2 separate regions of the Anas platyrhynchos genome follow, and region 1 is linked to region 2. A link is a contact called in public Hi-C data. All regions are on one chromosome and are shown on one strand. Each heading gives the region's core, a stretch centred on a gene start, on an enhancer-like site or on the middle of the called end of the contact. The rest is flanking DNA. Distances are from core to core; before and after follow the strand shown. Region 1 holds the start of LOC101800252 (ras-related protein Rab-11A). Region 2 overlaps SMG5 (SMG5 nonsense mediated mRNA decay factor).

The links. Hi-C and Micro-C count contacts between places; a contact is called where the count stands out from the background.
Region 1: a Hi-C map of liver shows a contact between it and region 2, with 2.9 times the contacts expected there. The contact joins the promoter of LOC101800252 here to the enhancer-like site in region 2. A contact is called at or near these places in 2 of 8 Hi-C or Micro-C datasets (liver and subcutaneous adipose tissue).

Annotation. Positions count from the first base shown.
Region 1 is chr26:1,468,434-1,475,826 of IASCAAS_PekinDuck_T2T, reverse strand. It overlaps LOC101800252 (ras-related protein Rab-11A), which reads left to right and starts at 1,468. Exons shown (of 5, transcript XM_027444517.3): 1 at 1,468-1,593; 2 at 3,864-4,059; 3 at 4,144-4,337; 4 at 4,420-4,500; 5 at 4,666-5,883. The coding sequence starts at 1,554. The coding sequence ends at 4,805. RAB25 (RAB25, member RAS oncogene family) reads left to right here. Exons shown (of 5, transcript XM_027444489.3): 5 at 1-564. The coding sequence ends at 91. It overlaps MEX3A (mex-3 RNA binding family member A), which reads right to left. Exons shown (of 3, transcript XR_005260994.2): 3 at 6,394-7,393.
Region 2 is chr26:1,375,943-1,383,066 of IASCAAS_PekinDuck_T2T, reverse strand. SMG5 (SMG5 nonsense mediated mRNA decay factor) reads right to left here. Exons shown (of 22, transcript XM_027444519.3): 10 at 6,774-6,982; 11 at 6,494-6,631; 12 at 4,693-5,394; 13 at 2,704-2,873; 14 at 2,340-2,415; 15 at 1,493-1,668; 16 at 344-502; 17 at 54-113. Among named protein-coding and RNA genes, the nearest start is that of BGLAP, 12 kb to the left of the region's middle. Within about 2 kb of position 5,611, at least 3 of the 8 cell types and tissues checked have an H3K27ac peak or open chromatin away from gene starts, as enhancers often do. A contact at or near this core is called in subcutaneous adipose tissue, where this site is marked.

The sequences.
Region 1 (7,393 bases), core at 219-2,718, 97 kb before region 2:
CCAAAGCAGCACGGTGTCGCTCGGCAGCGAGAACCCGGAGAGCTCGGCCCCGGCGCAGGGGGAGAAGCGCCCGTGCTGCGTGGCCATCTGAGCCCCCCCCCCCCGGGCAGCTCGGGGGGGTCCGGGACGTGCCAAGGGGCTGGGGCTGGGGCTGGTCCCTTTGGGCCACCAACCCCCTGCTGCGGCGTGGTGGGGAGCCTGGAAAGCGGGTAAATTCTGCCAGAAATGGTGAAAAGCCTCAGTGCCGGCAGCTCCGCGCCATCCGCCTCGTTTTTATGGGGTCCTGAGCAATTCACACCAGCACCCGAGCTGCCCCGGATCCCGATCCCGATCCCAATCCCTCCAGCCCCGCCGTGCAGAGGACTGAGACACCCAAGGGTGCTGCTGCTGCTTCTCGCCGGGGCCGTGCCACCCACGGGAGCTGCCGCGATCCTGCTGTGGGGTCTGCACCGCGCGCTGGGGACCTGCCTGTCCCCACAGCTCCGCGTCCCCAGTGGGGACAGCTTCGGGGTCACCGCATCCCAAAATGTGGTGCTGCCACCATTAAAGGACTTGCGAAAGGCGGCTCCGCTCTGCTGGAATCCCTCAACCCTCCTGGCCTCAGCCCTGCGCCCCCCACCCCATACCCATGGGGTGCGTCCCCATGGGGGTCCCTGCGCCCCTTCCCTTGTCCCGTTGCCCCGATGGCCCCCAGGGGGATGCCCGGCAGCTGATCGGCCCCAAAAAGGGGTCTTTCCCGACCCCCCTGGGAAATGGGGGGATGTTTCTGGGTTCCCAGGGTCTTCTCCTGGGTGTGGGACCAGGGCTGGAGGCTCCGCATGGGGAGTGGGGTTGTGCTGTGCCAGGGGAAGGGGGAAAAGGGGAATAAGGGAAAAGGGAAATAGGGGAAGGGGGGAATAGGGAAAAAGGGGAATAGGGGAAGGGGGGAAGGGGTGGGAGAAGGGAAATAGAGGAAGGTGGGGGGAAGGGGGAAAGGGAAAATAGGGGAAAAGGGGGAATAGGGAAAAAGGGGGGAGAGAGGGAAAGGGGGCATAGGGGAAAAGGGGGAGTTAGAGGGAAAGGAGGAGTGGGGGAAAGGGGAAATAGGGGGAAAAGGGGAATAGGGAAGGGGAGGAAGAAGGGAAATATGGGAAAAGGGGAATAGGGGAAGGGGGTAAAGGGGAACAGGGGAATGGGAGAAGGGGAATAGGGGAAGGAGGGATGAAAAGGGGGAAGGGGGAATAGGGGAAATGGGAAATAGGGGAAAAAGGGGAATGGGGAAAAGGGGGGGAAGGGGAAAAAGGGAAATAGGGGAAGGGGGGGAAGGGGAAGGTGGGAAGAAGGGGGCTGGGGACGGGGTTTGGGGTCCCGGGGCCCCGCCGCCCCCATGCACCTGGCCCAGGTGAGCCGCCGGGCGGTGACGGACAGCCCCGCCCGCCAATGGCAGCGGGGGAGGGCGGGGGGGGGACCAATGGGATCGCGGGGGGTGGCCCCGTCCCGCCTCCCCCCCCCCCCACCCCCCCACGCCCCGGTCCGGAACTCGGGGCAGGGGCAGGGGCAGGGGCAGGGGCACGATGCGGGGCCGGGACGAGGAGTACGACTGCCTCTTCAAGGGTACGGCACCGGGAACGGGAATGGGATCGGGATTGGGAACGGGAACCGGGACCTGAACCCGGATTGGGACCGGGATTGGATCGGGATTGGATCGGGACCGGGATTGGGATCGGGAACCGGGACCTGAACCCGGATTGGGACCGGGACTGGGATCGGGATCGGGACCAGGAACCGGGGACCGGGAACCGGGGACCGAGATTTGAACCCGGAATCGGGATTGGGATCGGAACTGGGAATCGGGGACCAGGGCCGGGAACCGGGAACCGGGACCTGAACCCGGGATCGGTATCGGGGTCAGGATCGGGGTCCTGAACCCAGGACCGGGAACCAGGAATCGGGACTGGGACAGGGGTCGGGAACCAGGGATCGGGATTGGGACCTGAACTGGGGACCTGAACCCAGGCCCGGGACTGGGGACCGGGACCTGAGTCTGAACTGGGACAGGGGACAGAGACTGGGAACCAGGACCCGGGACCTGAACTGGGAACCGGGCTGGAAACCAAGGACCGGGACCGGGGACCAGGGATGGAGACTGGGACCCGAACCAGGAACCGGGACCGGGGACAGAGACCGGGGTCGGGACCTGGGATGTGGGACCTGAACCCAGGACTGGGGCCCAGGACCTGAACTGGGGCCTGGGCCCAGCTCCCGGTGCTGGGCAGGTGCTGGGTGCCCCCGCACCCATGGGTGGGGGGTGCTTGGCCCCTGGGCAGCCCCAGGAGGCTGGGGGGGAGTCGTGGGCAGCGGGAGGAGCGGGGAAAAGCCCCCCTGCCCCCCCCGGGAAGGGAGCCGGGAACCCCGGGATCTTCTCCCCAGCCACCAGCATGGGGTCCCAGTCGCGACAGGACGTTGCCAAGTCGCGACAGGACGGCCAAAAATCGTGATAGGAGCCAGGGATGTCCTTGCTGTGAGTCAGCCGCCAGCACCTCCCCCGGCCCCCGCCCAGGAAATCAATCTCGGAGTTGCTTTGGGTCGGAAGGGACCTTAAAAATCTCCTCGCTCCGACCCCCTGCCATGGGCAGGGACCCCTCCTGCCGAGCAGGTGGCTCCAAAATCCTCCCCGGAGCTCTCCCAGGACCCAGCGAGGGGCGTCCCCGGCGTCTCGCCCCCTGCTACACCGGAGGCACGGCTCTGGGGGGGCCCCAGTGGTGTCCCCCTGCGGTGCCGGGTTCCTAAAGGAGCTGGGGCTGAGGGCAGCTGGAGGTCGGGCTCTGCTTTTCCTTCCCCGTTCTTTTCTTCTTAAAAATAAGAGAACCTGGCTTTGAGTCCAGAACCCGGTGGTTCCACCCAAACCAGGGGCAAAGTCCAAGGGAGACGCGGTGTTTCGGGGCGCGGAGCTGGGACAGCGCTCGCTGGGTCCCCAGGGCTTTGCTGGGGCTTTTTTTCCCCCAAACGGGTGCTGGTTTCGGTTTGAAGCAGCATTCTTTGACTTTCTTTATAAGGGAGCGTCCTGCTCCTAAGGCTTCCAGGGACACGGCACACGCGTGCCTCAGTTTCCCCATCCGGATTCGGCGCTGCCGGGGGCGTGCACGGGACCAGTGGAAGCCAAATTGCAGCAGCACTGCCGGCATCGGAGACCTTGTGCTGGAGCCAAGGGAAGTGGCAACCTGCCGTTAATTAAACACCGAGCCTGGATCAAAGCGCTGAGGCTCGTTAACGAACCTGGCACATTGCTGGCCGCTGCGTCTCCTCTGTTCATTGAGGGCAGCCCAGCCCAGCGTGGTCTCCCCAGGCATCCACGCAGCATCGGGAGCCTCCCTCCCTCTGCTGCTGGTCCCTCGAAGGGTTTTGTCCCAGCTGGGGAGGGCAAGGAGAAGCCCCCCCCGGAGTCCTCATTGCCCCGGGGAACGGACCGAGCCAGCAGCCATGAAAAATGAAAGAAATCCAAAGCTGTTGAGTCACAAACCCAACAAACTCGACAGGGGAGCCGTGACGGAGCCTCCCCGCAGCCTGTTGTTGCGCCAGGTTTGGCAGGAAATAGGTAGAAAATGCATCACCTGGCCCACACCCAGGGACTTTCCTCCTCCTCCTCCTCTTCCTCCTCACCTCCTCCTCCTTCTCCTCCTCCTCGGCTGGTGCTCGCTTTGGGACCAGCTCTTTAAATCCCTGGTTATGCCCCGATTCCCTCGGGATGAAAAGGAGATGGGGGCTGATGGGGACGTCCAAGTCCATGCAGGGCTGGGGATAATTTGGGGATAATTGGTGCTGCGTGGTGCTGGGGGGCCGGGGGCTGATGCTGTGCTTGTCGTCCCCCCCCCTCCCCAATCCAGTTGTGCTCATCGGGGACTCCGGCGTGGGGAAGAGCAACCTCCTGTCCCGCTTCACCCGCAATGAGTTCAACCTGGAGAGCAAGAGCACCATCGGGGTGGAGTTCGCCACGAGGAGCATCCAGGTGGACAACAAGACCGTGAAAGCTCAGATTTGGGACACGGCCGGGCAGGAGCGGTACCGGGCCATCACCTCGGCGTGAGTGTCCCCCCCGTGCCCCCCCAAATCCCACGTCTCTTCCCTGGGAATCCGCCGTGAGCCCGTCCCCTCGCTGTCCCCCAGGTATTACCGGGGGGCCGTGGGAGCTCTGCTGGTCTACGACATCGCCAAGTACCTGACGTACGAAAACGCCGAGCGCTGGCTGAAGGAGCTGCAGGACCACGCCGATGCCAACATCGTCATCATGCTGGTGGGCAACAAGAGCGACCTGCGGCACCTGCGGGCCGTGCCCACCGACGAGGCCAGGAGCTTTGCAGGTATCCCCTAAACCCCATCCCACCCCATCCCACCCCATCCCATCCCCTATGACTCCTGCCTGAGCTCAGGCTGTCCTCGCAGAGAAGAACGGGCTCTCCTTCCTTGAGACGTCGGCTCTGGACTCCACCAACGTGGAGACGGCTTTCCACAGCATCCTGACGGGTAAGGGGTGGCCAGGAGGGGCTTTGGGACCTCTTTAAGCTCTGGGGGTGGGATCCTTCTCCCCTGGGTGCTCCCAGCCTCTTGAGCTTTTGGGAAAATCTGAAAACCGCTGAAATCCACATTTTTTTTAAAAAGCTTTCCCTCCTTCTCCCCTTTTCTCGGCAGAGATCTACCGCCTCGTGTCTCAGCGGCAGATCGCCGGGCAGCCCGAGTCCGAGTTCGGCCCCAGCACCACCATCGAGCCCGTTCGGGTGCTGCCCACGCAGCAGGAGGGCCGCCAGGCTCCCTGCTGCCAAAATATCTGAGCCCCCCCCCTGCCCCGCGCACGGAGCCGTCGCCTTTCTCACCCTCTACCTCTGCTCGCTGCAGCCCCCCGGGAACGGGATGGGGCTGGGGGTCTCTTCTCCTGCATGGCCGCTCCGTGCCGCCTTGTGCTGCTCTCCCCGTGTTTATGTAGGACCTACAGGAATGGAGAGGAAAAGCTCTCCCTGAGCCGCGTGTCCCCACCAGTGCCTCTCTTCCCCAGGGCTCGGGACGTGCCACCCTTCACCTCCTTGCTTTCTCCGGCCCCGAAGTCACCTTAGGGTGACACCCTAAGGCAGCCCACCCCTTGCCTGGTACCCAGGTTTTTGTGGCACCCGTGGGTGCAGCCCTTTGGGGAAGGTTTTTTGGGATGGTGAGGGGCCAGGGTGCGCCCTTCTTTCTGCCAGGCGAGAGACTGGGTGCACCCAGCCCTGGGCACGGCTCTGGGTGCGGATGGGGCGCCCTGCTGGGGGGGTGCAGGGGGCGATTCCCACCTTGGACCCCATTTTTGTGCCCTGAGCCCCTGCAGCGCAGCCAGCACAGAGGAAAAATCTGCCCTGTCCTTCAGCCGGGTGCTGGGACGCACGAGGAGGGGAAAGGGGGCTCCCAGGGTGGGGGGATTTGGGAAGATTTTGCCACTTTTGGGGCTGTGGGATGAGGACGAGGGATTTGGTGACAGCAGGGCGCAGCCTGGGGACGAGGCTGCCGCTAGATGGAGCGTGTGCTGCGCTCATGGGGGGCTGCCAGCCCCGATCCCACTGCCCAGGGGACAGAGCCGGGCCCCCCAGGGCTGGGACAGAGCCGGTGCCACTGGCGTGATGGGCAGGGGGCAATGCAGGGGTCATCCCATCCCATCCCATCCCATCCCATCCCATCCCATCCCATCCCATCCCATCCCATCCCATCCCATCCCATCCCTTCGCCCCAGGAGCGCATCCCCTGGTGTATGGGGGGGGTTCTCTCTTTCCACATCTGCCCACGGTCACCCCGTCCCACTTGGCAGGATTTTGCCTCGGGGCACGGTTTATTGACAAAACGGGAATTTGGACAGGATCCTAAAATAAAGTTGCTGCTGGAGGATTTTTCTGCCTGTTGGGGTCGTTGCTTGAGCCCAGGACCCGCGCCAGCTCCGGGCCCATTTTTCCCCCCACCTTGGCACACGGCAGCTCGGTGGCATCCCCAGGCGAGGAAGGGCACAAAGAGGAGCAGGGTACAAAGGAAATGTGGGGCCAGCCCCATTTTGGCTTGATTTTACCCCTTTTTGAGCAGCCACCGTAGCAGCACCTGACCCTTGGCTGGACCCCCCTGGCGCAGCGTGCCCCCGGGCACCGCCACGTCCCCAAAGTGTCACAGCTTTTAGCTCCATTTTGCTCCGATTCCCCCGTTTTTACACAATTCCTGCTAGAATGTGGCAGAGGGGGTGACCCCAAAGCTCACGGAGACGGGGCTGAGGGTGGCTGCGGGTTCAGGGCATGGGATCGCCGTGGAAGTGAAATCCCTTTGCTCTGAGCAGGGCCCCGCTCCCACCCCCCCCACTGCTGGAGCCCTTCCCAGAGCGTGAACAGACAGAAAACAAGAGCAGATACCAAGTTTCTTAAGTAATAATACTTTAATAAAATTAAGTTCTTAATGTAATTTAGCACATTTAATACATTAACCCTTTCCCTTCTTTGTTTTTTTCTACAAGTTGTGCAACATCATTATTTTAATTTTTTTATTTTAATTTTTTTTTTCCTTCTCCCCTTATACTATATGCCTCAAAACTCAGACAACGAGCCTAACTCTACTTCTATGTTCGGTTATATCTCTCTCTCAGGCCTTTATTTTTGCGTAATGCCGGAGAGATGAAAATACCTGGATGGAACATGTGATCGGTTTCCAATAGTAACAATCCCGACTACAGGTTTCCTATGACGTTAAAAGAAAAGGAAAAAAAAAAAAAAAAAAAAAAAAAGGGAAAACACAACGTAACAGGGAATGGACTTTAAGCGGAGGGGCCACGGTCGGGATGCCGAGGCCGACACCGGCAGCTCCGTGGATAAAAGCGGATGCACGTGGGCTCGTTGGGCATTTCGGGCGAGAGAAAGTTCAGTGGCACTTGGCGAGCGAGGGCTGCGCGGGGCTGAGCTCCCCTGGAAGCTCCCTGGGGCTTGAGGCTTTGCTCGAGAAATGGGGAAATGGCCCCAAAAAATGCTTTGCTGGAGCCCCAGTGGCAGAAAGCTGGAGCTGGGACCTCCAATACTGGGAAGAGCTGGAGGAAATCGCAGCCGATGCCGGGATCAGCCAGCACCACGCGCCCGGCCGTCAAATCCCACTGCCTTTCACGCCTGCTTCACCCAGGAGCAAACCCTCAATTGCAAGACAGGATCTGGCCCTGGCTTTTTTATTTTTTCCCTTTTCTTTACAATTCTCTTGAAGGGAATTCATAAAGAACAAGGAAAAAAATAAATAAACCCAAAAGGGCCGATGGTCTCACAGCTGAGCAAAGCAGCTGCTGGGAGGCGAGGGAAGACCCCGCGGCCACGCGGCGCTGCTCTGCCCCGTCCCCGGTCCTCAGCGAGCTGTCCCCAAGCATCGCCACGAGACCAGG
Region 2 (7,124 bases), core at 4,362-6,861:
ATTTCAGGGGTGTCACTCTGCCAGGGTTTAGACAGCAAGCAAAGGTCTCCTACCTGCAATCGAAGCTGAGCCATATCTCTCATTAGCCTGTTCCGTCGAGCTTCCTCTGCAGCCTAGTTACAAAAACAAACTTCCAAATCAATTAGCAGGAAACACGAACTGGCACAAGCAGCCACTTGCAGAAACAGGGCGAAAAGGGGACACCTGAGTAGCTTTTGGAAGGTAACAGGAGCAAAACTTCCAACTCCAACCCCAAATCTGTTTGATTATAGTTCCAATTTAATAGGAATGATGCAGGAAATTGTGGCAAGCATAGAGAATGAGCCCACCTCTGCCAACTCACCATGTGAAACTGGGCTTGGGCCTGGTGCAGCAAGTTGTCTTGCTCTGACTGTGCTATGCTGATGAAGATCCCAAGCTCTGAGTTGAACTGCAGGATGCTGCCCTGCAAGCGGGTAATGAAGTGGCCAAAGCTCCGAATGCAGCAAATCCGAACAACAGACTGCAAAGAAGCAGAAAACAACCCTCAGAGGAAATATTTCTGATGAAAACGTGCTGCTGAATAGAGGGACATGTGGCGAGGGCTGCAGGGAAAGTCTACAGTTGGCCAGAAAGCTGAGAAGTGTTTGGTGTTTGCAACCTGGGTTTCCTCAGCTCAAAAAAAGCTCCAGAAAACATCCACAGGCTTTCCCTCAGAAACCTCTGCTCGAGCTGGGAGAAGAAATCAAATGGAACTACAACCTCTACACTTGTTTTGGGGCAGGCACTACTCTTTGTTGTGCTGCTGGGAGAAGGCAGCAAAAGGTGAGCTCACGTGGGAAGTGACGTTGATGTTCTTTGCTCCAGCTGCCCCAGCAGGTTGAGAGGACGTTCAGGACCTCACCCAGCCGGGCTGCGATTTAACAGCGTGGGGTTAAGATGTTAGCATATTCCCCACCCCGAAGGAAGCAGACTGGTCCAGCAATGCAAAACAGAAGACCAGTTGTTCGTTGTTTTCTTTCTGAAGACAGCTACACCACCCCTAAATTATCACCTTGGTCCTTTACATTTGGGGAAACAGACAGAAGTGCTTTGCGAGGGCACGCAGCGCCACAAAACACAACGTTTCACCAACTTCTGCTTTTTCTTGTGTAGGATCACAGGACGTATCCTGCAACTCTGACCCTTTCATCCAAGGCAGGGCAGAGACAAAACTCTTCTGTCCAGACAGAGAGGTCAGGAGATTGCATGCAGCAAGGCTGGCATGTGACTGTGCTTCCTTTCATAATGATTCTGACAGAGAAGGGGAGGGAAAGCACGCTGGGTTTTTGGACACAGATGACTTCAGCAACCACCAATAACAACATGAACTCAGACTCAAGAGTCTGAGTCACTCTGGGGTCTGTTTTGGTGATAAAAAGATCTAGATCTTCACCTGCACGGCTAAGATAAGCTGCACTTCCAGAAAGGCAAATGCAGTTCGTGCCAAGATTCGGGATTTACCCTGACTCACCTCCTCCACTGCTGAGAAAATCGGTCGGTCCTGCTCGAAGTTAAACCTCTTGTGTGCATTTTTCAGAGGGGGCAGATTTCGCAGGGCCACATCTTCTGGGAGCAGCAAGTTGGTGTGCAGGTCTGGCAGCTCGGCGCCGCTCAGCATGTCCTTGACTTCATTACAAAGGTCCAGTCCTGGGAAGGAGGGAGGAGAAGCACACCAACATATGCTGATTGAAACAACTGATGCCGAGACAGAGGAAAAATGCTCTAAGGCACATAATGCACGGTGAACAAGGGCGGAGGTTTGTAATTACATAGGTACTGTGAACATGTGCTGGGGGAGGAATGCTGTTAACAAAAAGGCCACCCACAATATGAAGAGTAACTGCTCCAAACAACCTGCTGAGGTACTCCTCTCTGGTCAGAAAAGCTGTAGTTTGGAGGGTCAGCTTTCCCATCCCTTCCAAAAGAGAAGCATCCCTCGAAACTATGCTTCTTAACACCCACGTGGGTTTTTAGGCTGAGGTGCAGGGCACATCGTGAGCATCCAAAGGTTGAAAACTGATTTCCATGACTGCCACGATGCAATCAGACCCTCACTTATGGTCTTGATTCCAATCAGGTTGGCCACACAAGGACTGCACGCACACAGGTGTGAGAGTTTTGGTTATAGGCAGCCCCACATCATGGATTCATGGAGCTGAAGTCTATAGGACAGTATTTAACTGGAGCAGTGTTTAAATAAGAAAATAACACATGGAAGAAGTCACTTCGCATTGGGCTTAAAGCAAACTGCTACTGGAAACATGGAAAAAACACTGAGGCTTGCTGAAACACTGCGTTGTCCTTTCCTTTTCCCCTACCTGATTCCTGCAGGTCTGCAGCAGAAGGCAGAAGGTTCAGGAGCACAGACAGCCTGTTCCACAGGCTCTGAGAGCTCTGCAGAACAAAACACAAAAGGCCACAGAAATCGTCAGGATAGATGTATGCAGTAACCAGGCCACGTGGGCTTCCCATTCTCTTTCGCAGACCTCAAAATGCTTTAAAAACATAAATTTTACTACGCTTCTTGAGGCCACGATGCTCTTAATTCAGCTGGTGGGGTGTGGAACCTCACCTCCTGTCCAGGACTGGGCCAACAGTTTCATTATGGCCTTACCAGCCCAGCCCAGCCCAGGTGATCGGAACAGACACAGCCCTGGAGCAAACACCGAGCCCAGTTCCCACCTGAGCACACATGATGATGAGGTCTGTGTTTGTCCTCAGCCAGTCCAGGAACACCTTGACGGTGAGAAGCAGCCCCTCGTTGGTCACGATCTCCAGCTTCTCCTGAAGGGATCGCTCGTTCCTGCAGGATTTGTTACTTGAAATGCTCTCCTCAGAGTCGGACACATCGTCTGGAAAAATAAAAGGGAAAACGAGATGATGGCAGGCATTAAACCCCCCGAGAAGCCAAGCCTTACGGGTGTGAGAACAGTGCTGAGCTGGAAGAGTCAAGTGGAACTTGTCAGTGCCTCTGCATATCCTGACAAAGCCAGTTCTCTGCCCCCTGTGCTGTTGATGAGTGTATTGCTGTTGCACTTTATTCCTCAGTGATGGAAGATTGCTAAAATGGCTCTGTGAAAACCTGACAGAAGTCTTAACCCTCTGCAGCTGCCTCTGAGACTCTGCAACAGAGCAGGGGGGAACAGCACGTGCCAGCACGAGGACGGCATCGTTCACTGCACAGAACAGAGACCACCAAGTGGGTCAACGTGCACCCTGCTTTGGGCTACACAAGAGCAAAAAACAGCATTATTTTACGAGCCAGGGGACCACAAGAACTTAAATATTGAATATGTTTTGCCATTTTGTCATTCCACAGACCCGAGGATCTCAAAGCCAGCATCCAGGGCACAGCAACATCCCTCGATGACAACATCAGGCCAGCTACACGAGCGACCTGAGGTCAAGGTAGCAGCAAGCGTGGGATCGGCTGTGTTCTACTCCAGTCCCTTATTTTAATTGCACAGTCACTTCTGTCCATTAGCACAGTGATTATCATTCAATAAATGCTCAGAATCAAAAGGGAGGAAGCAATTTATCCAGAAACCACCCCCAACAGAGCGTTAAAACCGTGAACTAGCCCCGGTTTTGAAACAGCACAGCTGAGGGAAGGGGAGCTCCAAGCCAAAAAGCACAGGGATTCATTCAACCTCTCACTTTCTGCATCTATAAAGGCAACAGGGCCACACGATTCAGATACATTCCTGGGTCTGCAGCTTCTGCATAGCCCACTGAATATATAAAGGAAAATGTTAAGCAGACCAAACCCCTTTTGTTTCTTTCTTTCCCTCAAAGTCTTTCAAGTGGCTCCAGAGCCAAGCTGGGAGTCACAAATTGCTCCCACGATCTAATGCTTCCCCTTCAAATCCTAACCCAGGCAGAGCCTGAATCAGGCCCATTGAGTCTGGCAGCACGATGCAGAAATGTTTCCTTGCTCCAGGGAAGCGGGGAGGAACGACAAACAAGACTGAACAGGCCCATGTGGTTTTATCTGAAACACAAACAACGCCCTGTAGTGCATCAGATCTCCCTTCCAAGCTGTTCTTTCCCAGAGCATTACTCGGTTGCATAAATGGTGTGGTGACAGAGAAATCACAGCTCCACCTGCTGTGCAGCTGCAGTTTGGTTCAGCACTGAATTCAGCGTGGAAGCCTTCAGAGGGTCACAGAAAGTGGCCCTCAACTCCTCTTGCACACACCTAGGACACGTCTTCCAGACAAGCCACAACAGTTTTGGTAACATGATGGCTCGTGGAAAACTTCCTCGACTGCGTCTGCACTGGGAAGGATCTGATTACAGAGATTTCATGTGGGAAAGAGGAAGATAATCCAGACTGCTAATCCCTGCTGGAATTACCCCTGGTACTACATCAGAGGTGCTCAGCACCTGGCTGGAATTATTATTCTGCCTGCTGAGCAGAACAACAGCTAACGCTGGCTGGCTGCAGGTGTCTCCTTTGCTCACTTGCATGGGATCCCAGATGTCAGGCAAGGAGCAAAGCTCCTCCAGGAAACACCCAGCCCCAGATTTGTATGGTACGTGGGCAATCTGCTCATCCAAACCTGCCTGAAGGAGACCTTGCAGGATAGAAGGGGGTGGATTTTAGCAAACAGACTGCTCCGAGCTTGCAGCCCTCCACACAGAAGCACAACACGCTTCCAACGTCCTTACCTTGCTCTGCCAAGCTGGGTTTCTCCAGATCTCCGTTGACGCATGGCTTGTTGTCCAGCCCATCCTTTAAGACAGCTGGCTCACAGTTTGGTTTCAGAAGGATGTTGCTGAAAGTGGGAGCCAAGCGAAAGCAGCGTTTGGTCTGAAACAGCTGGGTGGACATGGCTTGGAGGTTACTGGCTATGCTCGCGTCATTAGTGCTCAGGGAAACGGGTCCATTCACTGCCGAATCTGGGGTCTCAGTTTTAGAGATGCTCGGGATCTTAGAGTCCCCAAGCCCACTGCCATCTACACAGTTTTTTAAGGCCTCTTTGGGCCCACTTTTGCCTCGGCTGCTTCCCTCCTCACCCGGCTCATCTTCCATGTCCTCCAAGTCAGACCGAGATTCTTGGCTGTTCATGTCAGAGTCCGTCTCCACATCAAAAGCAGCTTCTGCTTCCTCGTCACTCTTCTCTGAGCCACTTTCTGAGCCATCGCTGCCCTTTGTAGAGCCCTGGCTGGAGTCAGAGTCAAAGCCCTCACTCAGGTCGCTCTCATCCACCTTCTGGGGGTGGCGACGGCGACGCAAACAGGAGAGGCGAGAGTATTTCTTGCTTTTCTTGCAGTCATTCTTCCGCTGTTCCTCTTTGGGCTGGTGATTGGCCAACTCAGCTTCGGCTTCTTTCTCAATCGAGTTCAAAGGCTCCCGCGGCTCCTGGTCATCTGCAGACATTTCAAATGAGGCCACAAGTTAGAAAAGCACCGATGTCTCACACAAGCTGCTTGCTGGCCACGAGCCAGGGGAACCAGCAGCACAAATTTCAGCCATCGCTTCTATTATTGTCTTTCCCCAGAAAGAGAAGTAATGACAACCCTGAGAGAATGACTCAGACACTAAAAGGGCAGCCGGAAAGACTCAAGAAGCCTGGATTCCTACAGCCCAAGCTGTGCTGCTCCGTTATCAGGCAGCCTCAATGCTGAACGTTGCCAAACCAGCACAGAACACGCAGCTGAATCTGAAATTTTCTACCCGGCTTTCTAAAATCTGAGAGCCAAGTGACCCACCTAGCAGGCCAGGAGCGTGTGCCAGTCACCCTGATGAAACCAGCCTCCCCACCTCATAACCAGACTGAGTTGACCTCATCCCTTTCCTCCACCAACACGCCCCGAGCCTTTCCAGCAGCCCTCTGTCACCCTGCCAGCTTCAAAACCCAGGCAGGGGAGGAGTCGTTCACTGTTGCTTTTGGCCAGGAAAAGTCCAGCCTTGCATTCTGTGAAATGGTACAAATTGACGGTTCGGAGGGGAAAGATCAAGTGGTTTTCTTCTCTGCTCAACAGGCTCCACCAGCAGCTAAAGACCTGCTTTTGTCTGAACAGAGATGAGGTGTGAAGAGTAGGGCCGGCCTCCCCTACAAACTGCTCTGCCCAGGTGTTTTACCTGAGATCATCTCAGAGGAAGAGAAAAAGAGTCCAGTAAACAACAGAGAATGCAGACAGATCATAAGCAACACAGACTGGGGTAAATAGATAATGAACAAGCTGTTAAAAGACACAAAACCATAACTCCTTTCAAGACAGCAAGCGACCCTTCTATTCTACAATGATTCTGCTACTCGCTGAGAGCATCTAAGTGGAGACTCCCCAAATTACCCGTCTTTGTGAATTTCAGCCCAGCAGTCAAAGATTGAGATGTTTCTAGCACCACTCAGGCACGATGCGACAAAACCCACGTCCATGAGATTTAGGAAAGGAAAGTAAAAGCCACCCCCTTATCGACATGCAAGTGGGGAGAGCCAGCTTAGTTCCACCTCCGTCCTCTTACCTGTGCCATCATTCTGAAAAGCTGGGACTGGATTTTCCCCTTCTTCCAGCTCTGCCTGCAGCCGCATATTGACGTGATTTATCAGGTGAGAGAAGAGGGCCAGTGTGAAAGCAATGGCTGCACTGTACTGCTTTGAACCTGCAAGGAGACAGCTTAATGAGGCAGAGGAGCCTGACCACTAGCCCAAAACACGAGCGCCCACTAAGACTTCTTCTGCCTAATTGGACTGCTGATTGTTATCAGATCACTTGATTTCCGAATGGCTGAAGGCACTGGTTACCTGCCCTCTTGAGGCTGTGAACACTCATAAAGCAGATGATCACCATGCGGAAGATCAGGAGATCGGGAAGGAAGGAGTAGCCGCTCTCATACTCCTCTTCATCTTCGCTGGTTGAGCTCAGGTTAGGAGGAGAAGGCAGGTAGAACAAGCACAGGTTGAAATCCTCCAGTACAGACTGGCAGAGTGACGTCAGCTCAGAATCCAGAGAGCTTAACGGGAAGAAAAAATTAACAAGAATTATTATTCAAGACCCAAACTCCTGGCAATGGCTTCGTGGAGACTGACCAAATCTGGCAGAAGCTACAGTTGGGCAATCCTTTGCCCTGGGAAAGATAAAGCAAAGGGGAACAT